4 separate regions of the Mus musculus genome follow, and all the other regions are linked to region 1. A link is a contact called in public HiChIP or PLAC-seq and promoter capture Hi-C data. All regions are on one chromosome and are shown on one strand. The core of a region is the stretch at or near the end of the contact, and the rest is flanking DNA. Distances in the headings are between cores, read along the strand shown. Region 1 holds the start of Acat2 (acetyl-Coenzyme A acetyltransferase 2). Region 2 holds the start of Pdcd2 (programmed cell death 2). Region 3 holds the start of Fam120b (family with sequence similarity 120, member B). Region 4 holds the start of Phf10 (PHD finger protein 10).

Region 1 (3,494 bases), core at 359-2,858:
GGTTAGATGTCATAAGTTGTTTTTTATAGAAAGTTTAAATTGAGAGAGCCAGTCTGCTCACAGGCAACAAAATTAAAAGAAGGATTCCAGAGTTGTCAGCATAATGGGGGTAACTGACAGGATGGGGTGGACATGCTGTGGCATGTTGGGTGAGGGGCAGTGAGAGTAAGGCCACAAAGGGAACTGAAGAGTGGCCAGAGTAGTGGGAAAACAGAGGGCTAGGGAGGTGACACAGTGGTGATGAGCACTACTGCTCCTGCAGAGAACAGGGTTTGGTAGCTAGCACCCATATGATAGCTCACGACTGTCTGCAATTCCAGTTCCTGGGGTCCAGCATCCTCTGCTTGCCTCTGCAGACACTAGGCTCACATGCAAGGATGCATACATGCATGCAAGCAAAGACACATAAAAATAAATTATTAAGCCAGGCGTGGTGGCGCACGCCTTTAATCCCAGCACTCAGGAGGCAGAGGCAGGCAGATTTCTGAGTTTGAGGCCAGCCTGGTCTACAAAGTGAGTTCCAGGACAGCCAGGGCTATACAGAGAAACCCTGTCACGAAAAACCAAAAAGAAGAAGAAGAAGGAGGAGGAGGAGGAGGAGGAGGAGGAGGAGGAGGAGGAGGAGGAGGAGGAGGAGGAGGAGGAAACCATGGGAAGTCCCTTGCATTTCTTGGACCCTTGAGGAAACAGAGGACATAATCTAGAATTTAGCCTCATCTCTAGAACCTACTTTGATCCATCCACCTCTCTCAAAATACTATTTTTTTCAGGTTGCTTTACATTTCAGGAGGATATCCCAGCTTACCGGGTTGTTGTTGTTAGGTTTGTTTTCCTTTCCTACAATCTGTGGCGCAGTTCTCTTACTTCACTGTCCACTGTCCCCACTGAGGGCAAGACTTGCCTAGAAAGCCTTTCCTTCCACCACAGGATTCTGCTTTCCTAAACAGATGGCATTCTCTGTAGACCAGCAAGCTGCAGAAGCAAACCAGGATGACTCTCCTTTCAAAACACTGGGGACACTGCAGGTGACCTGTGATAGTGCTAGGGCTGGGACTGGGGGGTGGCCAGAGGGAGCCTGCAAAAGGCATGAGAATGACACAAGGCAGAGAGGTAAGTAGAGTCTGGCAGATTCTGTCTTTGGCTGAATAATAAGTCCGAGAGGATTGGACAGTAGAGATCCACTGCCCTAAGGATCTCTGTTAGCAAGGAGGCTACCCACTCAGAAGCTGTCAGCGCTGAGAAGAACCTTCAGAAGAAACGGGAGATGCCTATGTAGGAAAGGTTAGGCTAGGTTCCAGTGTCACCTGGAGGAAAGCCTTACCCTTGGACCCGACTCCACCTATGACCCCTAGACCGTCTGCACACCGCATCGCTCTTCGACACCCCTAGGCTGTCTACCTCCAACCCAACATCCCTGGATCCTCCACACCCCACCCTAACCCGACACACCTAGGTTGGGTAGACACCATCTACCCCATACCAAACCAAAGAGTCTCCATCTTACACAATTCTGGGACTTAGCCCTACCAGCTTCCTGCGCAGGCGTGAGGAGGCGTGGCGTGGAGGCCATAGCTCCGCCCCCCCCAGCACAGCCTGTCAGGCTGGAGGAAGTTTTACCTCAGTCGCAGACAGGACAAGGCTGAGAGCTAGCAGAGACCAGAGCGACAAGATGAATGCGGGCTCAGACCCCGTGGTCATCGTCTCAGCGGCGCGCACCGCTATAGGTGAGTGTCCCGCGAGGTCACTTCAGCCTGTGACCCTCCTTCCCGACATGATCGCGGAGACTCGGGCTCTCGTGACGGGGAGGGGGCGGCCGGCCACAGACTCCACAGCTCGCGGTGCCCCGCGCCTTGCCCGCGGACCCGCCCCTCGTGCTGCGATTGGCTCCTCGCAGTAGAGCCACCGCTCTGCCAGGCTCACCTATTAGATAACGTTGGGACGCGCTCTCTCTCCTGATCGCTGATTGGTCTGTTCGGCGGTGCACCATTGATCACGCTGTGGTGTCGGGGGCCCGAGAGATGGTGGTCTGAGCTGCTCCTCCAGGCAGGCCTTGGCTTTGGCATTGTTCTGGAAGTCACCATCGCCTTTGCCCGCCTCGGCTCCAGCCGTTTTTATTTGGAATGCATGTGACCCCTTCTCCCCCTCGGTGGTCCTCAGTGTGCTCTTGGTTCAGATTCCTTCCCTCTTCCCCATTCCATTGTAGGCTCCTTCAATGGTGCCCTGTCCACCGTGCCTGTCCACGAAATGGGGACAACTGTCATCAAAGAAGTCCTGCAGAGGGCCAAGGTGGCTCCAGAAGAGGTGTCCGAGGTCATATTTGGACATGTCTTGACGGCAGGTAACTCCTCAGTAGCCCAGGACAGATCTGGTTCACTAGAAACAGCATTTATTTATATGTGTGTGTGTGCGCGCACACACACCACCACCACCATACATTGCTTTGCTTGGAGTTCTCTCTGCTAGGATTCTTTCTGTCCCTCCTCCTTCCTCTGGCTGAAGTCACAGCTCCTTTACAAGCCTTTTCGGTGAGTGATCTTAGACCACGGGACTGTATCGCCTTTGCATTGTTAGAAGCACAGCAAAGTATTCACAGTCCTCCACATACCCCTAACATGTCACACAGTCAATAAAAGTGTGTGGGCCTGGCACTGTGCCACAGCTGCGAGTGGGGCTGCAGCAGAGCAGCTCTACCCTGGTCCACTTTGTCAGGAGATCAGCTGTCCCTCACTCCAGGGGACTGTCCGGAGGAAGGCAGGAGAGTCTAAGAATGCTTCATCATAGCTCTGATTCCTGCTGGGCTTGGAGATCAGTGACTACTGATGTTGATGATTGGTTTGGGGCCTGGGTGTATAGCTCAGTGGTGAAGTGTGTGGTTAGCATGCATGTGGTCATGAGTTCCCACTCCTGCCCTGCCCTGTGCTCCCTCAGCACACATTTGAATCAACTGTAGAGAAAATTGTTAATATTCAATACCAAGTTCTGCTCTTACTCTGTCTGAGACCATTTGTATGTGTGCCAGTTGAATATTGTTTTTTGAAACATTTGGGGCTAGAATTGTTTTGACATCAGATCCCCACCTCCTAGATTATGCAACATCTGTATATATATATATATATATATATATAAAGGATCATTGTTAGAGAACTTGGTGTCACAATCTTTATCTCAAGAAACCACGTTCAGCTAGTTGTCCTTCATATTCTAGGTGGAACAGCAAAATGGATAGTAGAAAAGGGAGCTTTATTTAATTTGGTTAAATTGGGAGGAGATCCAAGTATCCTCCTCAGGTCCATCTTCATACTCCAGAAGTGAGATTAAACTTTAAATAGACAGCTGGAGATTCGCACTTCTAAACAGTCAGGTCATGTTATGGCCCCACCCCCTGCATTGACCCATTGTCTGGGTCTCTATAGCAGGGTGGTCTGGCAAGTCCTCAGAGTGTGTGGAATCTTTTTCCCTGGAAGGAAAGATCTCCTTTGCCTTGTACCAGGCTT
Region 2 (3,494 bases), core at 658-3,157, 2.6 Mb before region 1:
TCCTCAGAGCAGTAGATTTATGTGTCTGCCAAGTAGGCTTGCCAACATAATAAAGACAAATTCTCCAACTTTCCGATGTAGTTTGGTCTCAAGGTCTGACTTATACAACACGTGGAAACACTGTGTCTGAAAGAAAAAGGGAAGTGGAGGAGGATTTAAAGTTACCTTAAATTGAGCAAGATCACAAGCATGCTCTTTAACTCAGCAAGTTCAGAAATAGGCTGACCCCTCTAAACTCCTCAGGAATGAAGCCTCCTATTTCACATAAATAAAATCTACTTGATTGTGTTGTTCAGCAAGGCCACTGATGTGCTCACTCTTCTGTCTTGGGTGGGCTTTATTTGGCTCTGCACGAACCAAGATGGGAACCCACTTCATTCAGTTCCATTACGAATATTGACGCAAAAACTACAGCTCTCACCTCAAAGGGAGTTAAAAGTTCATTCGGAGCCAAATTTGAATGATCGTAGCCCGGGAACATATATTCATGTCTTCCCAAGTACTATATGTTCCAGTGTGGAAGCACTTTCATGGAGTTTTTATAGTAACAGAACAAAAAGGAAATTTGAAATCAAGGTATTTTAACAATGAATGCATTTGTGGAAACATTAAGTAGTTACAGAGGAATCTCAGTACAGACCTGAGACACCATCTGATAGCATTGTTAGCCTTTTGATTGGTGGAGAATAGCATTTTGTTAATACAGTCCAATAGTCTTTATCTGTTTATCAAGGTGTTAGGTCTGACACAAAAGCGGCCACTAAGGTATCTTTAAGGGGCTAAAGACAACCCAAGAGAAATAGTACCATTTCTAAAGATTCTAAACTCTTCAAAGTCAAAAAGTTTTATTAGTTAACCAGACTTTGTAGACAGCTCCTTTCCAGGAATTCTTGTTTACACTAGCCAAAAAACCCACTGTTGTTTTGTCTTTACATCTTGCTTCCTGTCTAAATCCAACACACAGGGCAGCGAGTATGGGAGCACCCAACTGTGTGAAGCAGAGCGCTATGATTTACGTTTGTTTCGAGTGCTCCTCCTCAACTGTATCCGGTCATCTTTCTCCTCCACCCCAGTTTTGAACATCCTTTAACTGCATGAGGACAGGTTTCAAGGGTCTGTGTGGGTTCGCCCCCAACCTCAATTCTTCCACAGGAGAACAGAGCCTCCCTTTGAAAGAGAAGATAAAAATAGCAAACTTCAACATTAATTATGATTGGCGACATTACTTAGGATGTATTCAGTTTCATAAAACTAAGATAAGAGAATAAGAAACTCTCTGTTCTGAGATAACAGAATAACCTAAACTGCTAACTTCTGCTTTGGGAAGCCTACTTGCCCCTTTCTCTTCCAAAGGAAGCACGCATTTGTTCTCCCTTAAGAAGTGACCACCACCAATATCCACTTAGCAAGTTCCATTTGCTAGAGAAACTGTCATAATAAAAATCTGAAAATTCAGCTTCTGTAAAACTTGCTCAGCTCCGGGAAAAACCTCTTTTGAAGCAGAGATTTTAAAAGACCACTCTAAGATAATCACAAAGATTATGACAATATCTAACGGCATAAACCATGAAATGTTTCTGATCCGGGCTGAGTCTCTTACCCAATAGCGAAAGGCTACAGCTGCGAACTAATTAAAGTTTGTCTTTTGTCCCCGAGTGCTGAGAATGCCCCCACTTCCCTCACTCCAACCTGAGGATCTACAACCGACACCCTAATCTCAGAGGTCTGAAGAGCTTCCGGCCTTCGGATCCCCAGAAACAGTGACAGTTCGATGGAGGTAGTCTTGCTCACCAGCGTCCTTTATTCACTTTTGCTTCCTGCCTATAGGGTTACCTCCAGTCCGGTCCCAGCTCGAGATCTGACCCCGCCTCCCGCCTTCCGGCCTAACACGTGACCGCCCTCTTCCGGCCTGGTGGCAGAGTCCTGCTGCGAGCATGGCTGCAGCCGCCCCTGGTCCTGTGGAGTTGGGCTTCGCCGAGGAGGCACCGGCCTGGAGGCTGCGCAGCGAGCAGTTTCCCAGCAAAGTGGGCGGGCGGCCCGCGTGGTTGGGCTTGGCGGAGCTGCCGGGGCCCGGGGCGCTGGCGTGTGCGCGCTGCGGCCGCCCGCTCGCCTTCCTGCTGCAGGTGTACGCACCGCTGCCGGGCCGGGACGACGCCTTCCACCGCAGCCTCTTTCTCTTCTGCTGTCGCGAGCCGCCGTGCTGCGCCGGCCTGCGAGGTGAGCGGCCGCCGGGACAGGACCCGGGCGAGGGTTGCCACGGGGGCTGAACCCTGGACGTAGGACGATCGGTTGGCGCGAGTGGTTGTATTCAGGTACCGGAATTGTCTTAGAATCGTGTCCCTTTCATCCTGGGCACGGACTCCTTAAAGCCAATTTCTCTTGTCAGACGGAACTCTTCCCGGGTTTAAAAGCTCTTTAGCTTTTATTTTTATTCCCTTTCATATAAAAACCGCCCCCCCACCCCGAAAGCAAAAACCTTAGGTTTTCCTTAAATGAGGTTTTATGAGGTGAAGCACCGAAAACGGTTCAAATGTTTCAATTATTTTGTTTCACGGAAAGATAATCTCACGTACCCCTTTCTCCTCTTCATTTCAGTTTTTCGTAATCAGCTACCAAGGAACAACGCATTCTACTCCTATGAGCCCCCTTCTGAAACAGAAGCTTTGGGTACGGAATGTGTGTGCCTCCAGCTCAAGTCTGGAGCCCATCTCTGTCGGGTTTGTGGTTGCTTGGCCCCTATGACATGCTCTAGGTGCAAACAGGCACATTACTGCAGCAAGGAGCATCAGACATTAGACTGGCGGCTGGGACACAAGCAGGCTTGTACACAGTCAGGTAAGACAACTTAGCCTTACCGTCTCTGTCAACTGAGGTACTCCAGTTTCTGGTTAAACTTGAAATTAGAAAACATACTTTAAAAGTTTTAGGAACTGGTAACATGAACACTTCGCTAATCTAAAACACAACCAGCTTTATTTTTTTATTAGATATTTTCTTTATATACATTTCAAATGCTATCCCGAAAGTTCCCTATACCCCCCCCCCCCCCCCCAGCCCTGCTCCCTTACCCACCCACTCCTGATTCTTGGCCCTGGTGTTCCCCTGTACTGGGGCATATAAAGTTTGCAAGACCAAGGGGCCTCTCTTCCCAGTAATGGCCGACTAGGCCATCTTCTGCTACATATGCAGCTAGAGACACGAGCTCTGGGGTACTGGTTAGTACAACCAGCTTTATTAACAGGTAGTATTATTAAGAGTAGTTAACCGTGGTCATGCAAAAAGCGTTACAATCACATTCATGCATCCCTGATCCGAATAATGAATTCTTAATTGTTCAGTGTCTTTGTAGACTGTATCTCTCCACTTTATTCATGCTTTTGTTGGTGTAAACAGATCTTTAGTGTTAGGTATTGTGTATAATATCTAATACTTAAGAACAAGCAAGTGCTAACAGTTGTTACTCAGCTCGTAGTGGTGGTGCCTATCTGTGGTCC
Region 3 (3,494 bases), core at 469-2,968, 2.4 Mb before region 1:
CACCAAAAGACAGCTGTGGATATTAAGTTATTATTGTTTTTCTTTATTGCTAAAAGCATGTAATGAAGTTCTTTGTTCCCTAAAGGAGTTATTACAAGATGACTGAAAAAAAAAAAACCAACATACAAATAAATTAGGAATTTTACAGCTAGACAACAGGTTAAGTCTTAATAGGCATATAAGAAGTAAATAGATGCTGAGACAAGGAAACTCTCCAAATAGCTCACTCCTACTCCTACAACATAGTCGTCCTTGTAGGCTGCTCAAAATACAGCCTGAGAGCTCTGAGAATTCCAAGCAGTAGGGTGGGCTTTTCTACCCTGAAATGTCTCCCATACGCTAGGATCAATGCTTATTTGGAAAAAATAAATGAATAAAACCAGGGGCAGATGGATGTATTAAGTGAGATCAAGAACCAATTCACAGTTTATAGACTCCCATTATAGCCAGAGAGAGCGATGGAGAGAAATAATGCCTAACAATAAAATTAAAACTATTTATACTTGGTATTAAGTTCTGTAGCAACAATTGATAGCATTATGTGGAATGCATCCTTCTTACCAAGGTGGAGTCAACTCAGAAAGTAAATGAAATTAGTTTAGTATCTGCAACACAGAAGTTACAATGCTCTACCCAATGACCAGGCCTTTCTTTCAAATACCAAGCACACCTTGAAGATGGTGGAAATGGGGAGGGGAAAACTGGGACAAGAACACTTGCAAAGCAGCAACATAAGATAAATAGCAAGTTGTAAAGGCTCTATAATTATGAACAGAGGGGTGTTGTATTCACAGTACACTGAAATCAAGGACTCCGAAGCCAAAGCTTGGATTCGTGAACTTTTCATTATCAGTTCCATAAATATATCCAGACTCCAGTTCAGAGATAAGAGTAGAGTCTTTGAGTGTGGAAAATAAATGATTTCAAATGCTCTCCACGTAAGTTTTTTGGGGGGGGCCAAAGGTGTTCACAGATATAAACGTCTGGAAGACTGGCTGAACAGATATTTTTTTTAAACTGGGAGGTGCTATAGTCAAGGTGGGGGCAAGAGAAATAACGCATCAGTTGCTGGTGCCTTTCAAAAACAGGTAAAGAAAAAAGTAGCCAGGCGTTCGTACACTAACCTAATGTCAGTCGAGGTCAGGAGCTATCCTCTAATGGATGGGAGATAGGGAAAATGATGAGAGACATTGGACGTGGGTAACAGCAAGTCCCTAAGGTGGAAAGATCTGAGAGCATATGTAGGCCGAAATCAAACGGATGGTCCCCTCCCCAGAGGAACTCAACACAGCTGAGGCCCAGCCCCTTCGCCTCTCCATCACTTAAGGTCCTACAACCTCCCAACCTGGTTTCCAGTTACCAGTTCTTCCCTCCCCAGCCGCTACCAGAGTCTGAGAGTCTACCTCGCTGGTCCTCAGTGTCCTGCAGCTGGGCTCAGGAAGAGTCTCCACCCCGCTCCACCTGCAAGTGGATGGCTGCCTCTCCCCTCCACCCAGGGAGGAACAGCCAGGACGCAGAGAAGCCAGGATGCGGAGGGGCGTGGCCACGGCGAGGATAGTGGACTTGATGCTGGAAGGAGTCTGGGGTAGGGAGATGCGACAGCAGAGATCCAGGGCCGATTCCCCAGCCTGGCCTACCCAAAGCTCAGCAGTGGCCGCAGACTGCGTCAACCAGATTTCAGACCCACAGTCTACGGCGTGCTCACTTCCGCTTCCGTTATTGAACTTCCGCCCGGAGAAGTGTCTGGTTAGACAAAGTGAAGCTTGTGCTTATATAACTGGAAGTAAAGGACGAAGAGACGAAAGGGATGTAGTACGCAAGCGCTAGAGCGGGAGGCGAAGTGGGTGGCACCCAGGAAGAAGGAAGCTTTAACCCGTTGCCTAGCAACCGGGGAATAGCCTAGGACGCCTGCACGCCGCTGGATAGCCGGACTGGGAAAAGTGTGTTTGTCCCATAGGCTAAGTCTTCAGGCTGAGTGGCAGCCTGCACTAGCACTGGGTGCCTTGCTCCGGTAATGCACGCACACAGGCTGCAGCGGATAGTCACTGGAAACCCTTTTAAATGCCACAGACCACAGCTTGCAACCACGCAGAGTATGGGAAGCTGCGAGGATCCTGGTTTGGTCTTGAATCCCCTTAGGAGTACCAGTACTGAAAGGCGGCACAGCTTGGACAAGGAGCATCAAGGGCCGAGAGTCCACTTACAGAGTTGTCATAGGCAATAATGCTGGTCATTTTATTGGGTGAAGTGGCCATCCTTGTGGGCTACATTCAGGCTGTCTAGTATTTTGGATGGAAATCTCCAATAAGCTAAAGCATCCTTTGTGTCGGTAGCCCCCAACTTGGGGTGCTGGAAACATTTGGATCTCAAGATTACAGTTTTAGCTGTTGAGTCACAGCTTGTGCTAGCCTTATGGTAGAGGGGTTCTCTGCCTTTAGCTTTACAGCTCCAGGATGCGTCCTCAGCTGCCAGAGGTAGCAACTCGGTGACTTTCTGGGACTCTTTAGAGCAGCTGGCGCTTGCATTCAGTAGTGTTTTATCTTTTGCAGTTTCTGTTCTCCTCTATGCTATACTTTCCCAACACTCCCGTAGTCCTTCACAGTCTTAGCACTCCATGGCCTCTACAACAGCCCTCTATTGGTTTCTGTTGGGTGCTGTACCTGTTCTTTATGCAACCGACGCAAGCTACCCTACCCGGGATCAAGACTACAAGGAGGCATCAGTACCACTTGGAGTAAATTTTATTGGCAGCACAGGGGCAACTTGCAGAAAAACAAAGCAAAGCAAACAACCACAACAAAAAACTTTCTCCTGTATACTGCCATTGGGCTGGGGTCACTGAGTAGGGTGATCTAAGAGCCATCTCAAGGTGTCATGGTCAGTTTCCCAAGGCCATGAAACTGCTGGGTGGTGGTTGATTGTAATGGTTCCCCTGACTGAAACAAAGTCTCTGTGGCATCTACAGTTGCCGTGAAGTCTTCTCTGGACATTGGTAGCTAGAATAGAGCAGTAATCATTACAGTTGCCCTGACAACAGGCTGAGGAACCTTCAGGGGCAGCTACTTGATTGACAAGTCTCAAGTCTCCACAAAAGGTGAGACTAAACCTGCAACTGCCACCACCCTTATAGTGCCTCAGGTCTTCAGGGGTGGCAGCAATATCATTCAGTCTTAGAAGGTTTGGGAATGGCGAAAACCATACAATGGCTCCCAATTCAGCCTTCATCCCTGCCTGTCTTGGGGTAGTGTCTCAGTATTTTAGTTACTTTTCTGTCCCTGTGTTATAACATCATGACTACAGAGTCAGCCACCTTCCCAGTGAGGAAATGTGACTGGAGCAGCTGAGAGTTCTCATCTCCACATGCAGGAAGCAGAGTGAGAAGTGGGAATAGTTTCAAGGTTTTAAAACACCAAAGCCTACCCCCTCCCCAGGGACAAACTTCCACCAACAAGCCATCAAATCTACCAGAACTGTCACCAACTGAGGACCAAGTA
Region 4 (3,494 bases), core at 370-2,869, 2.0 Mb before region 1:
TCTTTTTGTTTTTTAATTGCAAGTATGCTCTTTCCCACCTACGATGCCCTTAAGTTCAGTTATATATATTTGTGTATCACTTTATCTTGAAGCTGCAGACATCCTGCTCTATGGCAGGCACTCCCTTCACCTCTACATTATTTGTCGGCTCTATACTTCATGTGGATACACTATATATATTTCAAAGGAGGAGAGAAGTGCTGGGCTTACTTTCTGGAGCTAGAAGCTGTGGCTGTGAAAGGGAACTCGAATTCTAAAATCCAAGAGCTAGATCACCACCACCTTTTCTGGTTTGGTCCCCTACATTCTTGGAAGTGTTGTGGGGAGTGGAGGGGATGGGGGGTGGGGGATGTAGGCCTGCCTCTCTGCCCCTTGCCTTTGTCCATTGGACCTGTTGTCTTCCTGGTGCTCTTTTCAAAGGGTGGGGTACGGCCTTTCCTGTGGCGAAGTCTAAGCACTAACATCAATATAAATCCTGTCCAAACACCATTGGACAATTGGCTTCCATTTCCAGGAATTCCCAATCCTGTGTCCTGCAGGTGACTGTGCTGACTCTGTCATATGATTTTGGGAACCTTCCCTATGTTCTCCTTGCCTGACTGGGTTCCGTTCAACCTGAGTGCTGCTGTGACTTTTCCCGTGGCCATGGGGGCCACTACGCCAAGGTCACAGGAGAAGCAGTTGTAGAACAAATGAGCCAAGAGCGCCTTGGGGATCCTGGGGTGTGTGGAGTGAAGATGGAGAGGTGGGGTGGAGAAGTCAGAAAGGACTCAGGAGAAGGGGATCTCAAAGAGGGAGGAGGCGGAGCTCCTGGGGTGGTTGACCCTAAGGGCTGCGAGAGAGGAGGAAGTGGGCTGAGGACACTAATCCTTCATTTACAGAAGGGAGCGAGGACCCTGGTGGAGAAGGGGAGGTCGCCGCGGCTGTGGAGACCCCGGGCTGAGAGGAGGGGCTGGGGACCGGTAGGGGTGGGGTTGGTGGGAGGATACCGCGCGGTAGGGACCCTCAGCTAAGGTGCTGATGATCGGGAGTGGGGAGGACACGGCGGCGTGGTGGCGACCCCGGGCTGAGGGGAGGAGCTGGGTACGGGGGAGGGATTGGAGAACAAGCGTGGTGAAGACACATCTTTGAGGGGAGGGGCTAGGGACCCAGGTGGGGACAAGGCAGGCACCGCCGACTGAGGACCCCCGGCTGACGCGCAGCGGAGGAGGGGAGGGGGCGGGACCGCGGCGGGGCGGGGCGGCGCGGAGCCGCGGCTGACGCGGAGGGCCGGGCCGGGGGCGCAGGGAAGGGGCGGCAGCGAGCTCGCCAGGCGGCCAGGAACCCGGGTGGGGCCGGGACCGAGGCGGTGGCTGGCCAGCGGAGCTCAGGCCGGGCGCGGCGCGCCGGGTGAAGGCGGCAAGGCGGCAAGGCCCCGGCCGAGGCCGGCGGAGCCGCGCAGCTGCGGCCGGCTGACGTGAGCGGCGTGCGGGTCCCGGCCGGCAGCGCGCTGGCGGCCATGGCGGTGGCGCTGGCGGGCCGCGGGGCGCGCGGCGGCAGGGGCCGGCCCCCGGGCGGGCGGGCGGAGGGGGCGGGGCCGGGGCGCCGGGCGGCCCGCGCGACAGCGGCGGCAGCGGCGGCGGCGGCGGCCGCTGGGACTAGGCGAAGGCGGCGACGACGACGGAGGCGCGGGGCGCTTGGGCTGATGGCAGCGGCCGGGCCCGGGGCGGCGCTGTCCCCGGGGCGGTGCGACAGCGACCCGGCCTCCCCCGGAGCGCAGTCCCCAAAGGTGAGCGGAGCGCGCTGCCCAAGGGGCAGCGGCCCAGGCCGGGCTCGGGAGAGAAGAGGAGACCGGGCGGCGGGTCCTGGAGCAACAAGTGCGGCGGACAGTGGGCGCGGACGTCGGGGAGACCTGCGCGGCGGGGTGGGAAGTTGTCCGGGAATAGCTGGGACCGGGGGACTCGGGAAGAGTGCTTGAGACGAAGCGCCCCCAGCCTGGGAAAGTCGGAAAAGTTGGCGGCCTTGGGGATCTCAGTCGGGGAGACGCTGAGCGGGACGTGCGCTCGGGGTCCCGAGTTGGCAGAACGTGGTTTCACACCCACAGACCCGGCCAGCCGAGGTGGCCCCCGCCACGTGCCGGTCCTCCCTGGTGGGGTCTCTGACTGCTCGCAGGGGGCTGCTGGCTCCCTGTCCTGACCGAGGATGGTGCGGAGGGGAGGGCCTTACCTGGAACGTAGCCCTTAGGATTCCTACAGTTGTGAGCTGGTAAACTCTGTGTCAACTTCCGTTATTGTTTCTTTTCGAGAGGATCATTGTTTTTAAGTAAAAGTATTGACATACAGAAATCCTTAAAATGTCCACAAATTAATAAAATAGTGCTTAAAATTAACGGTGTCAAGCCAGTATGGACCATGAATACAGTGAAAAACATACTAAGAAATTTAATTATCTTTCAACTTCTTGATTGTTAGCTTTAAAAGGGAATATTAAGTCTACTTGATTTCATTCTTGAAGAGTGAAAAGGGGAATGATTTCTATGTTCTTTTTTAATTTGGAAAGTAATTTTAGTAAATTCCTAGGTGCTGGAGACATAATGAAATATAAAGTCACTGCTAATCACAACGTTAACATATATCAGACAGCTATGTGCTACCTGGCTCTTATGTGATCACTTCACTGCATCCTTGCATCAGCCACCTAGGCTTTAGGACTGGGGAGAAGCTTGCAGCACACAGCTGGTGGAGGGCAGTGCTCAGTAAGATTCTCTGGCAGCCCGCAGTGCCATGCTGACTTGGCATGCTAGCCTGTGCTGCCTTTTCATTCCCTTCCGTGGGCCTTTATTGAAATTTATAGTAAGAGTAGTAGTGTTAGGAGCTATAGTACCTTGATTTAAAAAAAAAATAGGAGTTTAAGCCTATTAATTAACGTAATGAATTGTTTTTAAAACATTTGATTACTTATTTCCTTAATGGAATGGCTCAACAACCTATATCTCCTATGAGTTTATCACAAAGTGTTGAATTTCTGCCGCAGAAGAAAAGGAATGTAGTTAGACGTGGTAACCTGTATCCAGTCCTTCTTCATCTCCAAAGTAGCTAATTAAAATGCGCCTCCGGGGGGCCAGTTGTAAGCTGAAGGGTACTATGAAACTTACTAGTATTTATTTCCCAGCTCAAATAGGAAGGCTTGCTTTGATTTTTAAAGTGGTGTGGCTACTAAAAAGCAGATGTTTGAACACAATCTAGTTGGTAAGAAAGTGAAAGCAGAGTACATTTAAAATACAGTTGAAAATTTAATTTCATTTCGATTAAAGGTCAGATTTTAGTTTTATTCATTCTTAAATTTTCTAATTTTTTAATCATTTAAATGTACAGGATGATAATGAAGATAACTCAAATGATGGGACCCATCCATGTAAAAGGAGGCGAATGGGCTCAGGAGACAGCTCAAGAAGTTGTGAGACTTCAAGTCAAGATCTTAGGTACTTTAAGGTTCAGTAGTAACTTTCGTAGACT

Evidence for each region. HiChIP or PLAC-seq counts read pairs in DNA pulled down with a chosen protein or histone mark. Capture Hi-C pulls out chosen DNA fragments and counts their contacts.
Region 2: a contact with region 1 is called in an H3K27ac HiChIP or PLAC-seq map of embryonic stem cells, with 12 times the contacts expected there. The contact joins the promoter of Pdcd2 here to the promoter of Acat2 in region 1. A contact is called at or near these places in 1 of 39 promoter capture datasets (hippocampal neurons), 2 of 115 datasets of contacts at active chromatin or transcription factors (astrocytes and embryonic stem cells) and 1 of 9 other capture datasets (liver).
Region 3: a contact with region 1 is called in a promoter capture Hi-C map of liver. The contact joins the promoter of Fam120b here to the promoter of Acat2 in region 1. A contact is called at or near these places in 1 of 39 promoter capture datasets (the C10 cell line) and 1 of 9 other capture datasets (liver).
Region 4: a contact with region 1 is called in an H3K4me3 HiChIP or PLAC-seq map of the 230-238 cell line, with 13 times the contacts expected there. The contact joins the promoter of Phf10 here to the promoter of Acat2 in region 1. A contact is called at or near these places in 1 of 39 promoter capture datasets (the C10 cell line), 4 of 115 datasets of contacts at active chromatin or transcription factors (the 230-238 cell line, astrocytes, embryonic stem cells and 1 more) and 1 of 9 other capture datasets (adipose tissue).

The regions. Positions count from the first base shown.
Region 1 is chr17:12,958,839-12,962,332 of GRCm38.p6, reverse strand. Acat2 (acetyl-Coenzyme A acetyltransferase 2) reads left to right here and starts at 1,608. Exons shown (of 9, transcript NM_009338.3): 1 at 1,608-1,724; 2 at 2,204-2,338. The coding sequence starts at 1,670. It also overlaps the pseudogene Gm15946.
Region 2 is chr17:15,525,714-15,529,207 of GRCm38.p6, reverse strand. Pdcd2 (programmed cell death 2) reads left to right here and starts at 1,907. Exons shown (of 6, transcript NM_008799.2): 1 at 1,907-2,217; 2 at 2,596-2,835. The coding sequence starts at 1,935.
Region 3 is chr17:15,394,470-15,397,963 of GRCm38.p6, reverse strand. It overlaps Fam120b (family with sequence similarity 120, member B), which reads right to left and starts at 1,718. Exons shown (of 11, transcript NM_024203.3): 1 at 1,404-1,718.
Region 4 is chr17:14,959,385-14,962,878 of GRCm38.p6, reverse strand. It overlaps Phf10 (PHD finger protein 10), which reads left to right and starts at 1,619. Exons shown (of 12, transcript NM_024250.4): 1 at 1,619-1,768; 2 at 3,354-3,460. The coding sequence starts at 1,685.